2 separate regions of the Sus scrofa genome follow, and region 2 is linked to region 1. Evidence: chromatin contacts called from public HiChIP or PLAC-seq data. All regions are on one chromosome and are shown on one strand. The core of a region is the stretch at or near the end of the contact, and the rest is flanking DNA. Distances in the headings are between cores, read along the strand shown.

Region 1 (5,430 bases), core at 2,564-5,063:
GAAATTTTAAGCTACTAAACTGATTTCAAGATTCACCGTCAGGGGTTCCTGTTGTGGCTGAGGGAAACAAACCTGACTAGCATCCATGAGGACGCAGATTCGATCCCTGGCTTCACTCAGTGGATTAAGGATCCAGTGTTGACATGAGCTGTGGTGTAGGTTGCAGAAGGGGCTCAGATCTGGCGTTGCTATGGCTGTGGCGTAGGCGAACGGCTACAGCTCTGATTCGACCTCTAGCCTGGGAACTTCCAAGTGCCACAAGTGTGGCCCTAAAAAGACCAAAAAAAAAAAAAAAAAAAAAAAAAAAATTCACCATCAGGAAAATGACTCACAGTGTGAACAGTGGTGTTCTAGTGTGTTGTAAATTACAGCTGGCTTTTAAGAGAAGTTATTTTAAAATCATTATAGCGACAGTCCTGGCTATACAAATGATCTATTAAAAATTGTGGAATGAATGAAGTAATGAAAGGAAAAAAAAAAAAAAAGAAGATGAATTCACCTGGTCATGAAAAATACATACAATCAGCCAATGATCAAAGTAGCATTCCCCCCACATAAAGGTGGCTGGAGGAAAGATCAAGCATGTGATTCTTACTCTGTAAACTGGTAGCTCTTCTTTTATTTATTAGATAGAAAGACAAATATCAATGTGTTCTTCTCTAAAGAACACAAAGTGGAAGAGCAGTTCATCAAAGTCTCCCTTAACAATGGAACCCAAGCAGAAAGAAAGGGCTGAGAAAATGGTAACACAGCTTGGAATACAAAAAGAATTATTATTAAGGGAGTAAGAAAAAACAGGGAACAGAAACCACAGCCAGAGAGTTGTAAATAATTAAAAAGCCAATTTAAAACAGTGCTGGCAAAGATTCTAAGACCAAGTTTCCCTCTTGGATCTCATAGTCTTCCTTCTTTCGTTTGTTATTTCCAGATCTTAAGAGCCCTTGGATAAAAGGCCCATTTGCAAAAAAATCTCTCTATAGGCCTTGATTTAGATCTAGATAGATATCTCCCTATCTATATACCCATCCAAAACCCAAAGGTTTCTTGCAATGAGTATATACGTTCAAACATCATCAAGATAATCCTATAAATACCTGCAATCTAATATGTAAAGTAAGAATTTCCTTGTAGCATAACAGCACCTGTACTATGTGAAATTAGAAGTTTTACATTTAAGTAGAACATTACTTCCAGAGAGGAAAAAAAAGAAAACCACAGAGGAAAGGAAATACACTCAATTTCAAAATCCAATATGTCAATGTAGAACGTGCTACATATTATGGGAGAAAACTTCTCAGGTGTGGTGAAAACAAATGCAGCAACTACATTCGACTAAATTCTATCCTAGTAATATATCACATTTAAGCACATCTCTATTTAAATACAAATGAGACCACTTTACTTGAGGAGGAATTTGACCTCGCAAATTAAAATGGTGTGCTAGGTATCACTTTATAAAAGCATGGACACAAAGTCCATTAGGCTAACCTCTTGCTCAATCTGTTTTATCTACTGGCTGGATTTCTGTACCTTTACTACCTAACGTCTACCTCTGAATGAAGCATCATCTCTCTCTTACTGTGGATCCCCTCTGCTGTCTATACGTTTTCTCTTCTTTTTCCCTTTTGTACTTTTTTTTTTTTTTTTTTTGGTCTTTTTAGGGCTGCATGGGTGGCATATGGAGGTTCCCAGGCTAGGGGTCTAATTGGAGCTACACCTGCTAGCCTACACCACAGCCACAACCATGCCAGATCCAAGCCATGTCTGTGACCTACACCACCGCTCATGGCAATGCCGAATCCTTAACCCACTGAGGGAGGTCAGGGATCAAACCCACAACCTCATGGTTCCTAGCTGGATTCGTTTCCGCTGCACCACAACGGGAACTTCCCCCTCTTGTACTTTTATTTACTACTTAACTGCGTGGAGGACGGAGAAGCCAAACTCACTCCTTGACATTTTACAGTTTACAAGGAACTTAGAGTTTTCTCTTTTTCTAAGAATTCTCTTAATGATACAAATAATTTCCTTCTCCTCTCTTGAGCCAGTTACTGTTATCACATTTTAGAACAAGCTCAGTCTGTACCAGAGGAAACAGAGGAATTGACTGACTACAGGTATTTCAGATAAACAAGAGTCTAAGAAGCCATTTTTTGATGGAATCCATTCAACTTTCTGTGCATGTCCAGAAGCGAAAAAATACAGGTAAGTTTCTACTCCTTACTGAAAATCTGCTAAAAACAAACAACAAATGACTAAATATCTGTATAAAATATTCGGAACTCTTATTTATTTTTTCTCAGTATATATCATAATTTAATATGTGCTAAAGGGAGTATTTCAATTCTGTGGGAATGAATGGTTTATGTAATAACTAGTGCTGGCATAACTGGCTATTCATTTAGAATAAAAGGAACTTGTATCCTAATTTCACAACAAATCCAAAGGTAAATTCCAAGTGTATTAAAAACGTACATGTACCCAATAAATCTCAGAAGAACATTTTGGTGACTACGTGGAAATCTAGGGGACAGAGGACACGTCTCACACTAAAACCAGAAGCCTGGAAGTAAAAAAGATAGACATGTTTGATCACCTAAAAATGTAAAACGTTTATATGCCCAAAAGATACCATAAGCAAAGTTAAGAGTAAAAATACGCATTTAGAAAAACATGTGTCATGCCCAAACTCCTGTTTAAAAATCAGGTTTCCAGAAATATTGGCTCTTTCTCACTACGCAACCAGTTCTTGTCTTTGTTTTACAAGAACAGCAGCAAAACCCTCAAGTCCTATCAAAGTTCAAATTCAAGAATAATACGCCAAAAGTCAGCAACAGTCTGCCCGGTCCTGCTTCCCAATAAGCAACAGTAAAACCTCATTAAAAAGAAAAGATTAAGGACCTAGAGGGTTTGCTGATAAAAATCAAATTCAGATTTAAAAGAGGAATCTATACCAAAGGAGGCTGTGGTAGTTCGGTCACTCAAGAAGCCAAGACAACTGTATACATGAGCTGCCTGGGACTGTTCTAGACTATTCTGGTCATATGGCAGATGACACCAGGATTCCACCGAATGGCAAACTAAAAGAGGACAGTTATGCATAAGGTGGACAGAAGAAGCGAGTCTGTGACAAAATGCACCAGGACCTGAAATAAGACATCGCACACATCAACGAGCAGGAAAGCTGATAGCAGGAGAGACGTGGTGAAACAAAGAGGAGTTTCAAGGGAGCAAAGCTCCATCTGCCTTCAATGGTCAGAAGCGATGGTCAGAACCTCTAACCAGCTCGGCGGCAATCACTGCGATGCCTGTATTTCCTTTTCCAAATATAAATGGCCTAGGACTAAAAATACACCGTGGCTTCTTCCTGTGGGCTGCTGAGAAAAGCAACAGCCCGTAGGAAGAAATGGGGTGTGAGCATTTCAGCACTGCCCACAGCCACGGCCCTCTGAAATTCCTGAATGAGTGCTGGAAAATAAGGCATGGCTTGGGAAGATGCTTCATCTAAAAATAATAGACAAACAACACTTTTAAAGGAGATGACCAAAGAAATTACACGCCCAAACGAGGATGTTGCTTTCTTAACAGCAGTAACATGACCTAGTCAAACACTGGGGAGGAAAGGTACTTGAAACTCAAGGATCTATTCATACAAAATGATTTAAGTCAGGAATAATGCATTTATGACCCAGAGTAAGTTATTTTTCAGGTCTCCATTATAATAAAAACTCTTGATGCAATAAATATGTTTTGTAAAATTCTAGTAGACTGGACTACGGCGATTGCATTTCCAGGAAAGAAAATTGGCAGCACAGGAAACAAGCTGAGCTTTTCCTGCTGGGCAGTTGCTTTTATTACAGTCACAGACATCGGGGAGGGGGGGGCGGGTACCCAGCAAGAAACAAAAACAGGGAAAGGGGGAGAAAACAAACCAAGAGACCTTTATTACATAAAGTAGTAAAGAAGGACAGGATAGAAGTCAGGGAAGAAAATTGGGCAACAGTGAAATACGCAGCTGGCTCTTTAGTTCTGACTGTTTCAAAGCCACCAGTCACCACACCCTGCCCAAGGCTCATTCCTGGGCCTTGAGGTGCTATTACCTGTTCCTCTACTACATGGAGAAAGGACAAGCTCAGGTATAGGAAGCAGGAAACAAGTCCCTCTCTTTTTTTAAGCTCTATGGTTAGATTTTCACAGAGTGGTTATGGCCTTGCCCTTCAAGTATTCTGCATTTCTAAAATGCAATATTTATCAATGCTCAAATGTAAAAGAATGTCTTCAAACAATAAATACATGGAGTTCCCTTGTGGCACAATGGGTTAAGGATCAGTAGCCAGGAACTTCCACATGCCAAGGATGCAGTCAAAAAAAAGAAAAAAGAAAAAAGAAATACAACAACAACAAATACAAAGTATTTGGGGCTTATCTCTTGTTTTGACCTATTCTGTACATTCTAGTCTGTGATGAAGGAGCGATGTTTGATCTCAGATTCGTATTAACGCTGGTATCATTTTTAAAATTCTCAATGGAACCCAAATTTTACTGAACCTTTGTTTGCCTTTCGTTGTCAATCCTAGATCTGTATCTATTGCTTTTGGCATTTTCTTTCCTTTTCCATTATGTATCCTTTTTCCTAAAACTCATGTCAATCTAATAAATTGACTTTAGAATTCAGGTTAATTACAGCAAGATGCAGGTTACTTCCACAAAATAATATAAGCAGAGGATGTGCAATTAAGAACTTTGCTCCTGTAACTCTTCCCTCTCTACAATTACCCATTTTCAACTGTCTTCTTGATCCTTCTTGACAGAATACAAATAGGCTATGCTGTCTCTCTCTTTTAAAATCCCTCCCTTGAGAGCTTAAATGCCTCTTCAGCTACCATTCCATTTCTCCCTAACTCTTGCAATGAAACTAGTCCTAAGAGCTGTTGAGACTTTCAGTCTCCCCTTGCCTCACTCCCATCTGAACATGAACTCACCTCGGTCAGTCCTTTCTCCCCACTGCGCCACTGACACAGTGTCACCAGTAAACTCCAGCCTCCTCAAATCCTTAACTCTCAGTCCTTAGGTTATCTGATCCCTTAGCAGCCTTGGCTGTAACTGACGACTCCCTTCTTGCAACATTTTCTTCACTTGCATTCTGTCTAAGACTCTTTTCTTTTACCTTAATAGTAGATGAAGGAAGGGAGGAAAAGAGAGTTCTAAATACACCTACTTTTCCATCAAGGCAGGACCAAACCAAGAGCAGCTTTGCCTGTGAGTCCTTACGACCTTCTATGCTTTTGCTGCTAAGCATCTATGAACACTAATGACAATCTCCTGGGAAATCTACCAAAAACTTCCCCAGGCTGAACTGACATTTCTTTACAAGGTCAAACAATCCCTCTAGGGTCTGGCTTATAAATAACATGTCTCAGAGGTTAGTAG
Region 2 (5,170 bases), core at 2,330-4,829, 310 kb after region 1:
CAGGGAACTCTATCCAGTCTCCTGGGATAAACCAGGATGGAAAAGAATATAAAAACGAATATGTATGTATATATATACATCTGAGTCACTTTGCTGCAGAGCCAAAATTGGCATAACATAATAAGTCAAGTATACTTTAATTAAAAAAACATTTTTGTATTGTTTTTTAGGACTGTACCCTAAATGGAAATGGAAATGAAAGTTCCCAGGCTAGGGTCAAACTGGAGCTGGAGCTGCCGGCCTACACCACAGCCGCAGCAATGCAGGATCTGAGCCACATCTGCGACCTACACCTCTGCTGATGGCAACACTGGATCCTTGACCTAATGAGCGAGGTCAGGGATCAAACCCACGTCCTCCTGGATACTAGCCAGGTTTGTTAGCATGAGCCACAACAGGAACTCCAAAAAAAATGTTTTTAAAGAGAAAGGGTATTTTTTTTCTTGTGATGAGAACTCTTAGGATTTACTCTTAACCACTTCAATGTATAACAAACAGCCGTGTTAATTATATTTACCATACTGCATATTATATCCCTAGCACTTAGTATCTTATAACTGGAAGTTTGTACCTTTGGAGCAGACTGATTTTTACTGAGCACTAAACATGTCCAGGATTCTACATACTGGGTGCTTTACGGGCATTAGGACAAGTTTATCCTCAAAAACATTCTGCAACGTTGACATGATACATTCTTGTTTTTGTTTTTATTTGCCAATGAGTAAAAGCAAGAAGAAAATAATTTTCAGGTAAATGTAGTGAGTTGTGGAATAGCTAATAGAGTCAAATATATGTATTAGAGGTGAAAAGGCTTAGGTAGAAAATGACCATGATATTGGCACTTAGCTACTGAAAGGACAGTCATATGGACTCTACTCCTCAAACTGTTCTTTCAATAAGTATTTTTGCACTATATGATCAGTCATTATGTTAGAGGCCAGGAAACTAACTATGAAGACAATTCATTTCCTGCTCTCCAGGGCTCATTATTGGGAAGGGACAAGACAAATCAACAAGCAGTTATACCAGAAGAAGGACTATCGTGTGCTACGGGACCACAAACTACAGACTAGCACCCAGTGTATTCTTTTTTTTTTTTTTGTCTTTTTAGGGCTGCACCCAAGGCATACAGAGATTCCCTGGTTAGGGGCTGAATTGGAGCTACAGCAGCTGACCTACACCACAGCCACAGCAACCCATTTCTGAGCCGCATGTATGACCTACACCACAGCTCACAGCAACACTGGATCCTTAACCCACTGAGCGGGGCCAGGGATCGGACCCAGGTCCTCATGGATACAACTCAGGTTTGTTAACAGCTGAGCCGTGACGGGAACTCCACACCTGGTGTACTCTTCAAGAAAGGGATGATAAAGAAGAGTGTCACAGAAAGCTGGCAAGGTGTGTGTGTGTGACATGGAAAGAGTTATACTGATGAGCTAGTTTGAGTCTGTTCCTTTGCTCCTGCAAGCGTAGAGTATGGAAGCAGTGTGTGGAAAAAAAAAATGTTTGTTTCTTAACCGGAGAAAACGTAGCTGGGGAGAAATTATGTCAATTATTAGTGTTGGTAATTTTCTCAAAAATGTGTTTTAAAAAAATGTACGTGGCAGAAAATGTGTGCATATAAATAAAACATGTGCAATAAATTTGCAAATACCCATTTAAGATCTCCATCATCAACCTCTCTTAATTGTGCAGTGTTGTGTTGCAACCACGTTTCAGTCTAACCAAGAGACCAAGCCATAAATCAGGCATAGCTTAATCAACAAAATCTTGGCTTAACCAGGGATTTGCAGTTCAATAGACTGTTCTAAATTATAGTACAACAGCACAAATTTAATGATTCCATAAAAAAAAATTTAAGGGCATTTTTAATGACCACTTGATAGAAGTTTCAGTTGACTCACTGAAGAAGTAGCCTGGAGGTTTATAATCTCTAAATAATCCTTGTTGATCTTTATTTTCTATTTTCTGTAAATGATCTTGGAAACTGTATTTTCATGTCGTTTTCTGTGGAAAAGCTCAGATACTTCACCTGCATTATATAAATGTTAATGTCAGTAGCTTTTATACCAGCTACAGAGAGACTTTTTTTAAGAGTGACTTTCTCAAGGTCATAGAGCAAATCTCTAGTGAGACAGGAATGGAATTCATGACCTTTGACTGCCAGAAGTTTTCTACCCACACTCGGAAATTCCTTCTCCATAAGTGTAATTTATATGCTCACTTTGAGAGGCTGGAAAGTTCATCCCTTTTAGGGCAGGGGGTGGGGGATGGGGCTTGGTTTTCCTGCCAAATCAATTGCCACACCGGCACTGTAGAGTCTCACAAAGTGATTTTTACCTATGTTATTTCATCGTACCCTCACCACAACCCTGGAAACTGCATATTATTTTTCCCATTTTACAGACATAGAGGAGTTAAGAAATTGAACCAAGGTCATCCAGAGTTAGTAAGCAAGAGAGCCTGACTCAAACGGCGCTATCTCTGCCACTTAAATCAGTGCTGATTCCAGGATGTACAATCTTAGCAGATACCCGATTACGAAATGAATGAAGGTTTTCTTTACAGATATTTATGCCATTTTTTTACAATCATTTACCTTGGTTCTCATTTAGGTCTGTGGGTTTGTTTTCTTTGGGGAACGGTTGATTTCAGGTTTTGTTAGAAGTTTGCTTGTGAAACTAAAGTGGGAACACTACTACTAAATAAAGAACTTGAAAAAAAAAAAACAAAACAAACAAACTTTGCCTGTTTTCCTCCTTTTTATTCAAGTGGGTAGGGGGCTCTTTACCATAATTCATGGTCATCATGTGAACGGTGTAGGTATGGGGTGTATACCAATATAACTAGAGAATACAAAAACTCACATTCATAAATACAAAATATTATGTAATATAATAAATATAAATACTATGCATATACACACATCTAAAATAGAGAATATATTTATATATGTAGTATATACAGATATATCACGCCAGCAATCATTGCGAAAAGCCATATACACCGTTAAGCATGGTGAATGAAGCACAGGAAACACAATCCCTGGATGTGGAGGCCAGCAAAGCTGTAATAGCGGCAGCTTCTAGTGCCTCTGATGGGGGTGGGAAATCTATCCCAAAGCTCTGCAATTTTTTTCCCCTCATCTTCCACATAGCAACACAGCAGCAAGGGCTTTCCGCTGCTGCATCTGTCACTAAAAAGCAACACTGTTTGGACCCGTCCAATTATTACGCCTGTAATAAATATTCAAAACTATTACCATCAAATTCAGCAACAAAATAAAAGTTAACTTTGAGATGAAAAAAAAAAAAAAAAAAGACAGGAAGAAAGACCATCCCAGAGCAGAATTCTTTGAGCAACTATCCTGTAATCTGCTGCCAGACCAAAACAAATTTTTATGGAGCAACAGGACTACTCAAGTAGCCACTTTTATGACAATAAACACCCAAAACCGAAAAATCCTTTTGTAACATAATTACTGAGAATATATAAAGAAAGTAACCATTTAATCCACAGCATGTGTTCCCTACCGCAAGAACTCAAAAGCTGACATCAGATGGGGTGTGGCTGCCGTAGGCCCGCCCTGACAATGAATTCTGGCCAGTTGAAGTCACACAGTTCTCCAGAAGGGCCTGGGATCTAGAATCACTCACAAAGCAGGTCTCACAAAGCCTAAGGCTGCTGCCCTTCTGGGCACAGGGCAAGGCCCATCTGTTTACTTAGATTTTGATTCTGAGAGCCCTAGTTGTGGTGGATGAGTTAAGGCTGTGGTTATTGGGTGTTGCCAGTGATTTAATTGCAATACTTTCACCCTTACATTGTGCACATACTTAAGACTGAAAGGCGTACACAATTTGGACTCTGAAAAAATAAATACACATGAATTTTAAATGGAAAATGAACACTGGGCAAAAATACAGATTATTTCCACTCTGGGACCATATGGTATTTTCCAAATGGAAATGATAAAGGTAAGCGACTGCAATCTATTTTAGGAATTGTTTACAAAAATGAAAGTTGTTTTCTACAAGGAAAACATAACCGTGCTGTCGATTCAGAATAAAACTCTTTGGGGATTTTTAGCTCTTGTTCATGAATCAACATGGAAGCATAAGGAAATTTATTTAGTCAAAAAAGGCATAACTTTTTCAAATGAGTTTGTGCCGTTTCTAGTTCTGCAGAATACAAACTACGTTGTATTAATACACAAATCATCTACAGCTCGTTTGGTGACGTTGACACTAAAGGGTTTGTCACTCTCACAATATAGATAACAAACCATTGGACGCCCCCCCTCCCCGATTTAAAGTGATTCGTCTCATGTTAATTCATAGAAACATGAAATGCCACACTTTCCATTCTGTATCGTGGTGAAAACATCCAAGACGTTTCTATATTCAACTAGTTGACAGCATCACCTCACTGGTCAAGTTACTCAACACTCTAGATGAACCCACACTGGCTTGGTTCAAAATGCCGTCATAAAGGCCTAGAGGCCTAAGCACTTATGTCATCTTTGCTCGGAGAGAAAACACACCTATATTTAAGACCAAATTATTTCACTAAGTTGCTAACAGCCGGCTTCGTGCTATAACATCTAAAACTCACTCTAAGTCTGCTGAAGTGCATGTGTGTTTACCTTGCACAGAAGGCTGGGAAGTAATCCCCGAGGAACATATATTTTTTTTTTAAACGACCAGAACGCTAACGCTATTACATGCCTGATGGGTGCTCTTCAGAATGAACAGATCAAGCATCCCGATCTGTTTTTCCCTTGGCCTGGGGAGAGAGTGTGCACACCGTTTGCAGTTCCTCCCTTTCTGTACACACATAGGCTGCAGCTGTAGTAAACAAGCCCAGGCCAAGAGTTGCTAAGGTCAAGGTTTCAAATGCTATACCAGGACCAATTTTCTCCCCAATGACATTGAGTTGTGGAAAAGGAACTTTCCGGAGGGGAAAAAACAAAAAAACAAAAAAATATTAAGGGCCTATGAGCACAACAATTTTCATTCAGTCAATAGTAATTCAAGGCATTCCAAAATAAAGTTTAGCTGACAGAAGTTTCTTTTAAACTGGCATGACAAATTAACAGACAAATAACTGAAACCCTTCAAAAATAAACAGAAGGCCCTCAAGGATGTTTAGTTGCTTTCATACAGCTATA

What was found. HiChIP or PLAC-seq counts read pairs in DNA pulled down with a chosen protein or histone mark.
Region 2: a contact with region 1 is called in an H3K27ac HiChIP or PLAC-seq map of skeletal muscle, with 5 times the contacts expected there. The contact joins two enhancer-like sites. A contact is called at or near these places in 1 of 5 promoter capture datasets (liver), 10 of 47 Hi-C or Micro-C datasets (alveolar macrophages, brain, embryonic fibroblasts and 5 more) and 1 of 2 datasets of contacts at active chromatin or transcription factors (skeletal muscle).

What each region holds. Positions count from the first base shown.
Region 1 is chr11:46,144,823-46,150,252 of Sscrofa11.1, forward strand. The region is part of intron 3 of KLF12 (Kruppel like factor 12); the gene reads right to left. Among named protein-coding and RNA genes, the nearest start is that of KLF12, 160 kb to the right of the region's middle. Within about 2 kb of position 3,814, at least 7 of the 83 cell types and tissues checked have an H3K27ac peak or open chromatin away from gene starts, as enhancers often do. A contact at or near this core is called in skeletal muscle, where this site is marked.
Region 2 is chr11:46,451,847-46,457,016 of Sscrofa11.1, forward strand. It overlaps a transcript of KLF12 not described here. Among named protein-coding and RNA genes, the nearest start is that of KLF12, 150 kb to the left of the region's middle. Within about 2 kb of position 3,580, at least 19 of the 83 cell types and tissues checked have an H3K27ac peak or open chromatin away from gene starts, as enhancers often do. A contact at or near this core is called in skeletal muscle, where this site is marked.